Regions from separate parts of the Mus musculus genome. Here region 2 is linked to region 1. A link is a contact called in public ChIA-PET data. All regions are on one chromosome and are shown on one strand. The core of a region is the stretch at or near the end of the contact, and the rest is flanking DNA. Distances in the headings are between cores, read along the strand shown. Region 1 holds the start of Pak2 (p21 (RAC1) activated kinase 2). Region 2 has its middle 20 kb from the start of Zdhhc19.

Evidence for each region. ChIA-PET counts read pairs in DNA pulled down with a chosen protein or histone mark.
Region 2: an RNA polymerase II ChIA-PET map of memory CD8 T cells shows a contact between it and region 1, with 13 read pairs. The contact joins the enhancer-like site here to the promoter of Pak2 in region 1. A contact is called at or near these places in 1 of 484 Hi-C or Micro-C datasets (nephron progenitors), 11 of 115 datasets of contacts at active chromatin or transcription factors (astrocytes, bone marrow-derived macrophages, embryonic basal ganglia and 7 more) and 2 of 9 other capture datasets (liver and pancreatic islet).

What each region holds. Positions count from the first base shown.
Region 1 is chr16:32,077,120-32,082,358 of GRCm38.p6, forward strand. It overlaps Pak2 (p21 (RAC1) activated kinase 2), which reads right to left and starts at 2,223. Exons shown (of 15, transcript NM_177326.3): 1 at 1,969-2,223.
Region 2 is chr16:32,514,103-32,519,341 of GRCm38.p6, forward strand. No RefSeq gene overlaps it. Among named protein-coding and RNA genes, the nearest start is that of Zdhhc19, 20 kb to the left of the region's middle. Within about 2 kb of position 2,394, at least 224 of the 459 cell types and tissues checked have an H3K27ac peak or open chromatin away from gene starts, as enhancers often do. A contact at or near this core is called in astrocytes, embryonic basal ganglia, embryonic forebrain and 7 more, where this site is marked.

The DNA of each region.
Region 1 (5,239 bases), core at 973-3,472:
AAACAAACCTGGGTATCATAGAAAGAGGCTGTCTCCAAAGAAAAACAAACAAATACCTGCTTTTGGAAACAAATGAGATATTCTGCAGGCACAGGCTTGCAATCCCAGCTACTAGGGAGGTTGAGAAGAAAACCCCAGTTCAAGGCTTACCTGGTAGGGAAGAGATTCAATACCAGCCTGGGAAACAGTGAGACTGTCTGCACAGAGAAGAGAGGGCTGGGCTTGTAACTCAGTGCTGCAAAGAACACTTGCCTAGCATCACAGGGAGGTCTGCGGTTCAATCCGGTACAAGGGGTTAAAAAGGAGAAAGAAACAGCAGAAACTAACTTCAAGGTACTTTTTCATTCCCTGACATTCCTCCCTAGTGTCAAGACAACTCACTAACCTAAGAACAACCCACAGTACCAAAGGATGGCAGTACTTGATACTAATCCATTTCCCCCATAGCCTGGCAGAGGGAAAGGTAATAATGTACTAGTGAAAACAAGAAGAAAACATTTTTAATTTTGGGCAACCTCTTTTACCAAAACCCAAAAGTTACATTTTCTATCTATCTAAGCAACAATATAAAATTCAGTTTCCCTGATGTAAATGTACAATAGTGTTCCTGGCTAATTAATCTCTAGAAAGACCTAAAAAGAGAGGCTACCAAATATGTTGGCTAACACGTGTAATCCCAGCACACAAGGCTGAGACAGGAAGAGTGTCACAACAGCCTGAGCTGGAATGAGGCCCTGTCTAGGAAAGGCAGAGGATGGGTATAAAAGTATACGAAAAAGGCTTCCTTCACACACACACACACACACCCCAACTGAAGAACTGGGGTAGAGACAAGCAAGAATGTTCTACAAATGCCACAGAGCTTCTGGCAAAGTTGACGTGCCCTAACCTGTTTTAAAAATTACTACTCACTGCCTTCATCCCAACCTAATTTTATTCATACTATTCTTTTGGATAGCTCTACCAAAAAAAAAAAAAAAAAAATCCCCAGAGCAAATTCTTGTGTATTTATTTCAATATCCTGCCTACTTTATAAGAGCGGAAGAGTCGAATACAGCAGGGGAAAAACGTGACGTGCACAACCTTCACCCAAAACACAGCTCAGCTCGTCGTTGTCTAATTTTGGGCCTAACCGGTTTGGTTGTCTTTTTTTAAAAGGTTAGAAACGAAAAGCTGGAAAATCTACAGGTCACTTGTAAAGAAGAACCTGGCGGCTATCGATGGGAGTTGGTGATTTGTCAAAGAGGAAACAAATCTCACTTCCACTCTACCTAGTTCTATTAAGACAGGGGATGGAGAGAGCCTCCTTCCCATCAAGCCACAATGGCAATTATTTAACACACTTCTGTCTTGGACGACTTGATCTAGAACTAATCAAAAGGCTGAGTCCATTAAGTTATTTGCAGCAACTTTTTTTTTTTCTTGTGAGGGCGCGCGTGTTTCAGACAGCCAAACATGGTGAAAAGCCAACCTCAGCCCAAGTTAACCTTAAGAAGCAAATATTCACCTCCTGGCTAAAGATCAAGCAAAAACCGTAAGATCCTTAACTTCTGTTCTTAAACGCAGGCTCCCAGAGCCCGGCAAAAACTTTTTCCTAATGTGGAGGAGGAGGAAGAGTTTACACACTGAACTTAAGGAGCTCGCGACAGGATTCCCGAGCGACGAGACTGCAGAGAACGCAGCTGGTAAAGGAGGGAACATCCAGGAACAAACCCGAGTCGTCCGGTGCAGCGCCGGCGGGAGAGAAGGGCAAGGACGGCCGGAGTGGCCAGGGTCCCCACAGCCCAGCAAGCTTCCTCTCGGCCGAAGCTTAGAGCCAGGGCGCAGACAATGAGCCACCGCCCGGAGCCGCGGGCCCGCCCGCAGGTGCTGGCGTCCCGGGCCGCTGGGCCCAGGCCGCGGAGGCGGGAGGAGGGCGGCGGCTCGGCCCGGCCCGGCCCGGCCCGGGCGAGCGGCAACCGCACTTACCAGAGAGGAAAGGTCTCCGCCCGACCCAGGGCGGGCTGCTTGGCCGACGCGGGCGAGCACTGCGCTGGGGCGCTGAGAGGGAGGAGGGCAGGGCGGAGGGGAGCGGCGCGGGGCGCGGCCGTCGCTACCGAGGCCGTGAGGCGCAGAACCCCTTGGGCCAGGGAGGGGAGGGCAGGAGCCTTCGGCAATGGCGACGGCCCGGGCCGGAGGGGAAGCGGAACAACCGCTGCCGCTGCGCGTGGCCACAACCCTGGGGGAGGGCGGCGGCGGGGGCGCGGGGCGGGGCCGTAAGACAGCCCCGCCCTGAAAGTGGCGTCATGACCCGAGGGGCGGGCTTTCACAGGGCGGCTGGGAACCGTAGTCTAGTCATCTGTTAGGGAGACTCAGGACAGTGGGCGTTACAGAGAAAACCTGTCCCTCATTTATCAGCATTCTGCATTGTCTGCAGTTACGGTTTACCTACTGACAAAGCTGACGGAGAACAGCTGATCCAAACATATTTGTGTGTAGAGGGTCTTTGTTTCTGAGAATGTATCCATTCACCAATTGGTGTTTTGTGGGGAGGGATGGCTTTTCGAGTCCTGGCTGTCCTGGAACTCACTCTGTAGTCCAGGCTGACTTTGAACTAGAGATCCTCCTGCTTCTGCCTCCTGAAGAGGTACTGCCCAGCTCACTTTGTTTTTTGGTTTGGTTTGGTTTGGTTTGGTTTTTTGGAGGCAGGGTTTCTCTGTATAGCCCTGGCTGTCCTGGAACTCACTTTGAAGACCAGGCTGGCCTCGATTAAAGGAATGCGACGCCACCGCTTTTTTTTTTCCTACAAATTTAACCAGATTAAGTTGAATCAGATTATGCTGCTAAATTAGGTCCTCCCTCTTTGCAAAACAAAGATTTTTTTATTTTTCTGTATTTTATCAATGGAGGAGTTAATTCATGTATTCTTATTCCACAACTATGTCAATATCTAATATCTACAAAAGACCATTTAGGTACCAGAAATGAACATGCTTCACCTAGTCTTTGTAAAGGTTAAAAACATGAAAACGGTGGTGGCGCACGCCTTTAATCCCAGAACTCGGGAGGCAGAGGCAGGCAGATTTCTGAGTTCGAGGCCAGACTGGTCTACAGAGTGAGTTCCAGGAAAGCCAGGGCTATACAGAGAAACCCTGTCTCAGAAAAAAAACAACCAAAAAAACGTATGAAAACATAAAAACCAAAACACTGATACCTGTTACAAGGTGGGGAAAAAGCTGAGGGATTACCGTGGACAGAGTGGACAGAGAAGGTGGCAGTTAAAACAGAAAAAGGAACTCGGAAGAACTGAGGGGAAAGGATTACAAGTAGGAAGAGGATTGCCACGGTCAGTGAGAGATGAAGGCTAGGCTCACAACCAAAACCACAAGACTTATGTAGCTGCACCTTGGTGTAAGATGGGTATATTAGAAAGTACTGTAGTAGTTGGGCGAGGTGGCATACTCCTTTAATCCTAGCACTTGGGAGGCAGAGGCAGGCGAATTTCTGAGTTCGAGGCCAGCCTGGTCTACAAAGTGAGTTTCAGGACCGCCAGGACTATATAGAGAGAAACCCTGTCTCGAAAAGAAAAAAAAAGTACTGTAGTACAAGATATGATGAAGCAAACCTGTAATTCCAGCACTCAGGTGGCTGAGGTAAGATGAGGAATTTGAGTACTGAGAGGTAGAGGACGGATAGGGGACAAGAATGGTTACATAGAGAGTCGGAGGTCAGATGAACTACATGACACCCTATTCTTTGCAGCCTATCAAATCTACATTCAGCCACCTGCTAGTAACATAGGATGTATGTTTGAGTAACATAGGGCTGTATGTCACTTTACATGGATGTTGGCTGCTTACCTCTATTTCCCTATGAGTAGCATTGAACATGGATTATCAAAATAAGTAGCTTTTCTAGAATAATCCTTAAATCCACTATATTCCAATTGATTAGAATTGCAAGCAATCATTTTAGTTCCTAAAGCATATAGCATTCTCCAAAATAACTAGCAAACAGATAGATATTCTTGGAAAGTGACTGGGATACACATTAACCACCTACCACCACTCTTAGGTGAGGTGAGCAGTTTTTCTGTTTTCTGTATCCAAAAGAACCTACCACAACTCTTTAAGATGAATAAATAATAAAAGTGGAACAAACCCCGGGAAAGAATCAATAAGACAACAATATCCATTCTCTTGGCCTAAACAAAAAAAGGACCACACACAAAATTACAAAACTCACCGAAAATACAGACCATTATTCAGTGTCAATAATATAAAGTGGCCAAACTCAGATATGTATCATCTATTGATCAGGCAATAAGAGTCTTATCAAAGTTGGTGTCAATCATGTTTTTCTTGCATTTCTCAACACCCCTAAAAATGAATATAGCACTGGATTATATAATAAGGCACAATCTTAAATATTAACTTAATGTTTTTATTTTTACTTATTTTATGTATATGTATACACTGTGGTCACTGTCTTCAGACACATCAGAAGAGGGGATCAGATCCCATTACAGATGGTTATGAGCCACCATGTGGTTGCTGGGAATTGAACTCAGGATTTCTGGAAGAGCAGTGAGTGCTGCTAACTGCTGAGCCATCTTTCCAGCTCCAATTTTATGTTTAAAGACCGATGAAATTTGGTTCAACTGAACAAAACTAGTATTTTGTTCATCTCTCTCAGTTCCCGTGCCTTCTTTCTTTTGAGCTTCAGAATAGGAAAGAGGCAGTGCTAAGGCCTGGTAAGACCCCAGAGCAGTGGCTCTCAGCCTTCCTGATGCTGCAACCCTTCAATACTCAGTGGTGAACCCCATCCAGAAAGTTATTTTCATTGCTACTTCCTAACTGTACTTTTGCTACTGCTATGAATCGTAAAGCAAATATCTGTGGTCTTTCCAATGGTCTTTGGGAGTCGTGACCCACAAGTTGGGAACCACTGCTCTAAAGACCAAGACAAGAAATCGGTTCCCACTCACAACAAGCCAGCTTACAATTCCCTTCACTCACCAACACCTGAAATCTAGGGTAACCATGTGTGGACAGGCTCAGCTCCTGCTGAGAACAGCGGAGTACCTCACTGCAGAGGGCTCTGAAGTGGCAGGAAGTGCACCAAAGGCAAACCCCACATCACTTATAACTTGTAACTTGTAGAGATGAGGAATTGGACTCTGTCATCAAGACCACAGATGCTTCTGGTAGTGTCACCTTGCACTACCACAAGTCTGTAACTGGGAAGAAAGGACAGCAGA
Region 2 (5,239 bases), core at 1,144-3,643, 440 kb after region 1:
GGCACTGGGAGGGGGGGAAGCCATCTACAGCCTTATTGCTGGAAGAGGACATAGCAAGCCGAATGGCCTGGGTTCTGTTCCTGGGAGCCACACTGGGAAACAACTAAAACCCCACATGAGGTAGAGTGCGGCTGTAACCCCAGCACCCCCTCCTGCCATGAGATCGAGGCGGAGAGAAGAAGTTCCCAGAAGCTTTCAGCAGCTAGTGTGGAGCAGGCAGCACAGAGAAGAAATGAGAGACTCTGACTCAACAAGGCAGAGAGAGAACCAACTCCCCAAAGTTGTCCTGTGAGTGCTCTGTGGCACATGTGCACTGGCACACACACAGACATACACTCACACACACACATTCACACATATACCACACACACAGGCACACACAAACAGACGTATACTCATACACAGAGACACACACAGAGACACATTCACACATATACCACACACACACAAGTCACACAGACACATACACACACACAAATCACACAGACACATACACACACACCACACACACACACCAATCACACAGACACATACACATACTCACGCACAAACACACATACAGACACACACAAACAGACACACATAGAGACATACACTCATGTACACAGACACACTCACTGAGACACATTCACATATATACCACATATACACAAATCACACAGACACATACACACACCAGACACATATACCATACACACACAAATCACACAGACACATACACATATAAATGCTCACACACACCACACAAATACACACACAACATATACACACAAGTCACACATACATACACACACACAGAACACACACATGTACACACTCCACACAGAACACACACACACACCACACACATATCACATAGACACACACACACTTACATACATACCACACAGACCCACACATACTCATACAAACATGCTACATAGACACACCACACATATACCATGAAGACACACTCACACTAATACACACTCCATTTCACACACACACACACACACACACACACACACGCACACACTAAATAGTAACAAGTATATTGTCTCCTCAAGTAAAGATGTTAAAAACAAAACAACCTGGGGCCTGAACCGAACAGTGGGAAGAAGAGTCCATTTCTCATTCACGCAGCAAACACTGAGCGGCCATGGTGTGTCCAGGAGACAAGGACAAAGGGAAGTTTTAAAAAAGAATGCACTTATTTATAGTATGATCAAATGCTATTATGAAGTTACGTGTGTAGGGGCCACAGAGAAGGCTCGGTGGTTAAGAGCACCCGGCTGCTCTAGCAGGGGACCTAGGTTTGGTCCCAGCACTTACATGTTGGCTCATAACCATCTATAACTCCAGTTTCCAGAGGTCAGGTGGCCTCTTCTGATCTCTGCAGGCACCAGGCACACCTGTGGTGCACACATAAATACACACACACACATACACAGACAGATAGCCATATACATAAAAAAAAAAATAAACCTTTTAAGTAAAAAAAAAAAATTACATGCTGATTTTTAGAAGACTGGAGGGGACTGGAGAGATGGCTCAGCAGTTAAGAGCACTGGCTGCTCTTCCGAAGGACCAGGTTCAATTCTCAGCACCCACATGGCAGCACACAACTGTAACTCCAGTTCCAGGCGATCTGACACCCTCTCTCACAAAAGTAGGAAGATCACGGATGTACACTAAATAAGTAAATAAAATTATTTTAAAAACTGGAAGCAAATTGATCAAATATGGTGTCAGGAGTTTCCTATGTAAGGGGATTGATTCTAGCTGTGGTCAGGGGGTGTCAGGACACCTGATTTTCAGGCTAGCTTTCCCTCTGCCTTGCCGGGTGACTATGAAAAATGTTCTTCTTCCACACACAGAACAGCTCAGATATTACCTGAAAATAATCGGGACCAGATGCTTATGGGCAGTTTTATTGGCACAGCTGTTGCTGCCCACCCCTGTGCAGGCCCAGCCACCTAAGCCCTCAACACAGCCTGGGCCCCTCTCCCAACCCGGGAGGAAGCAGCCCCCACACTCCCTCCCCCTCAGCTGTGGGCTCTGATCTCAAATTAGATTTTTTTTTTTTTCTCTTTGCCTGGGTCTGAATCACGAAAAGCTGCTTACACCGCCTACACTGCCAGGCAGCTGCAACCTCAGGAACAAAGAGGCTTCAGGCAGAGCGGTTGCCTGGACAGCCACTCCAGCCCTGAAGCTTCAATAGGGAAAGGAGGGGACCAAATAGGCTTGTATAATGGCAGGACACAGCGGCATGTGTGTCGCAGGTCCCTCCTTATACCAGGTCCCCACAGCTCCCTGGGTGGGTGACAATGATCGCATATTACAAGGAGGTTGTAGCACGGGAGGCTCAGTCCTTAGAACACTGGCTCAGGGCGGAAGCCGCTCCCTCTGCCTCAAAGTAGGATGGGCCAGGCTCTCCCCAAGGCTGAGGAGCGGGGTGGGGTGGGGTGGGGTGTGTCTTCCACCTGCCAATCACAGCTGCATCTTAATCCCCATCCCTGTCTACACTACCCTGTGATGGCAGGAGTTTAAACCCATTTCAGATCGAGTTCATGGGAAGCCTGCTTCTCCCCTGAGGAAAATGCGCCAGCAGAATTGACTCTCTTTGTTCTCAGGCCTCCGTCCTGCCAGCCCCCATGCCCTCCTCCTCAGACAGATCCAGAACCTTCTGTGATCTTTCAGTTCCGGCTGTAACTCGGGTTTAAGCGACCTCCTCAGTGGATAGGACATAAACCGTTGTGTGTGCCCCACCCCAAGTCCCCATCCCCGCGCCCTCTCTCTGACTCGACCCCAGCCACCTGCTGCTGTTTCCTACTTGGTCAACTGAGTTCACCCCTTTCCCTCAGCCTACACTTCACTTCTGCCCCCTTTATATTTCCTTAATTCCCCAAGCAGAAGAAATTATGTCTGTTCTTCCATCTGACTTTAGGTTGTCAGTTAAACACTCAAGAAAAACATGAGTCTTTCTTCTTTTTTCTTTTGTTGTTGTTGTGTTTGTTTTGGTTTTGTCTGTCTGTTTGTTTTAAGACAGGGTTTCTCTGGGTAACCCTGGCTGTCCTAGCTCCCTCTGTAGAGCAGACTAGCCTTAAACTCACAGAGATCCACCTGCCTCTGCCTCCTGAGTGCTGGGATTAAAGGTGTGTACCACCACCATCCTGCAAGAAATTTCTTATCATTTCTGTAAGTTTCCTCTCCTTGTTCACATGTATCGTGGTCTTGTTTTCAGGTTAGAGGGCTTGCCTAGCACAAATGAGGTCCTGGAGACAGAGACAGAGAGAGAAAGAGAGAAGAGAGAGAGAGAGAGAGAAAGAAGAAGAAGAGGAGGAGGAGGAGGGAGGAGGGACTGCAAAGGAAAGAACCCCTGAGTCACTGTGTGGAGTACCCCAAGCACCTAAATACAGCACATGCCCTGGGGAAATGTGCTCTGACTGCAGCATGGAATACACGAAAATTGAAAGTTGTGCCCGGCCTCCATCCTTAGAGTATTCAAGTCATCCTTGGGTATTATGGCGCACGCCTTTAATCAGGAGGCAGAGGCAGGTAAATCTCTGTGGGTTTGAGGCCAGCCTGATCTACAGAGCAAGTCCAGGACATCCAGGGTTATTACACAGAGAAACTCTGTCTCAAAAAAACCAGAAGAAGAAAAAAGAATATTCAAATTATATCAGGTAGCTGTCTTTTATTTATTTATTTATTTATTTATTTAGAGACAGCATTTCATTGTAGATGGCGATGGCCTGGAACTCACAGAAATCCTGGTGTCTCAGCCCATGACACAGGTTGGAATTACAAGTGTGAGCCGCTATACCTGGCTTTCGTAACTTTCTTACCTGCCGTGAGACTGCAGTGCAGTAAGCTGTGGGGACGTGCTGTTGTGTAATAGATACCATTAAGTACCTGACGCTGCCCCTCCCTCCAGTCTTAGCCACCTCAGTGAGCTAGGGGACCAGTTACACCCCGGCCTGCCTTAATCCTAGGCAACTGTGAACAATCAAAGGTGTCCTGTGCTGTAGTGAAAGGCACACAGTCAGGGAATTGTTACATGGGGGGGGCCTCACTGCATCTCTTCATTAATCTGGATCTGAAGAGGTAAAATCCTGCCCCGATTGATCCTGTATCCTCAACCCTCCAGCAGAACCAAGGACTGTGTGCTGACAGAGCCAGGCCCGCCTGTGCACACTGCTCTAGGACTTTGACCAGGGAAGCAAACCTCAGGTGTAGACTGGCAGGTGATGTGCGCCACCTAGAAGTGACATCCTAACCCCACCCTCCCAGAATGAGCTAAAGTCTCACTTCACATTAGACCGTTGTCCTTCAATGGTTGCCCTCATCCTGGACCTCCAGGATGGCTTGGAACATCCCCGTGACACCCACTTCCAAGGCCTGCAGCTTTAGCACAAAGTCAAGCAACTCATGAGGGCCTTTCATGAGTCACAATGTGACAACCCAGCAGGTCCTTCCCCAGGGACCTCATATTTCCATTGTTTATCAATGGAATGTCAATGAATTGTTTATCAAGTGAATGTTAAAAATGAATGTTGGTAGTTCAAAAGCTTGACCTCCCCTTGAGCTGAAGGATTTGGAGACTGATTTCTTTTTGTTTTAGATCATGTTTGTGGTGTGTGTGTGTGTGTGTGTGTGTGTGTGTGTGTGTGTGTGTTGTGTGCATGCATGCGTGTGTTGTGTTTTGTGTATTGTATATATGTTGTTTTTGTAGTGTATGTGTGTTGTAGTCAGGGTCTCACTGAGCTTGCTGGTTAGGTCAGCCTGGCTGACTAGCAGGCCTCATGGAACCTGTCTCTGCCCTCCCCTGGTACTAGACTACAGATACAGGACACGGTGCTCAGCTTTTACGTGAGTTCTGGGAATCCAACCTTAGCTCCTCATGTCCACGTAGCAAGCACTTTACCCACTGAGCCATCTCCCCAGCCAGGACACAGGTTTGTCTTTGATGAATTTGCTTAAAAGTGGCAAGAGGGGCCGGGTGTGGTGGCACACGCCTTTAATCCCAGCACTCGGGAGGCAGAGGCAAGCAGATTTCTGAGTTCGAGGCCAGCCTGGTCTACAGAGTGACTTCCAGGACAGCAAGGGCTACACAGAGAAACCCTGTCTCGAAAAACAACAACAACAACAACAAAAAAGTGACAAGAGAGGGTGCCTATGTTCATCAGATTGCACGTGGACTATACTCTTCAACACAGTCATTATTTTCCACAGACTGAGATGATTTCAAGTTGACTGA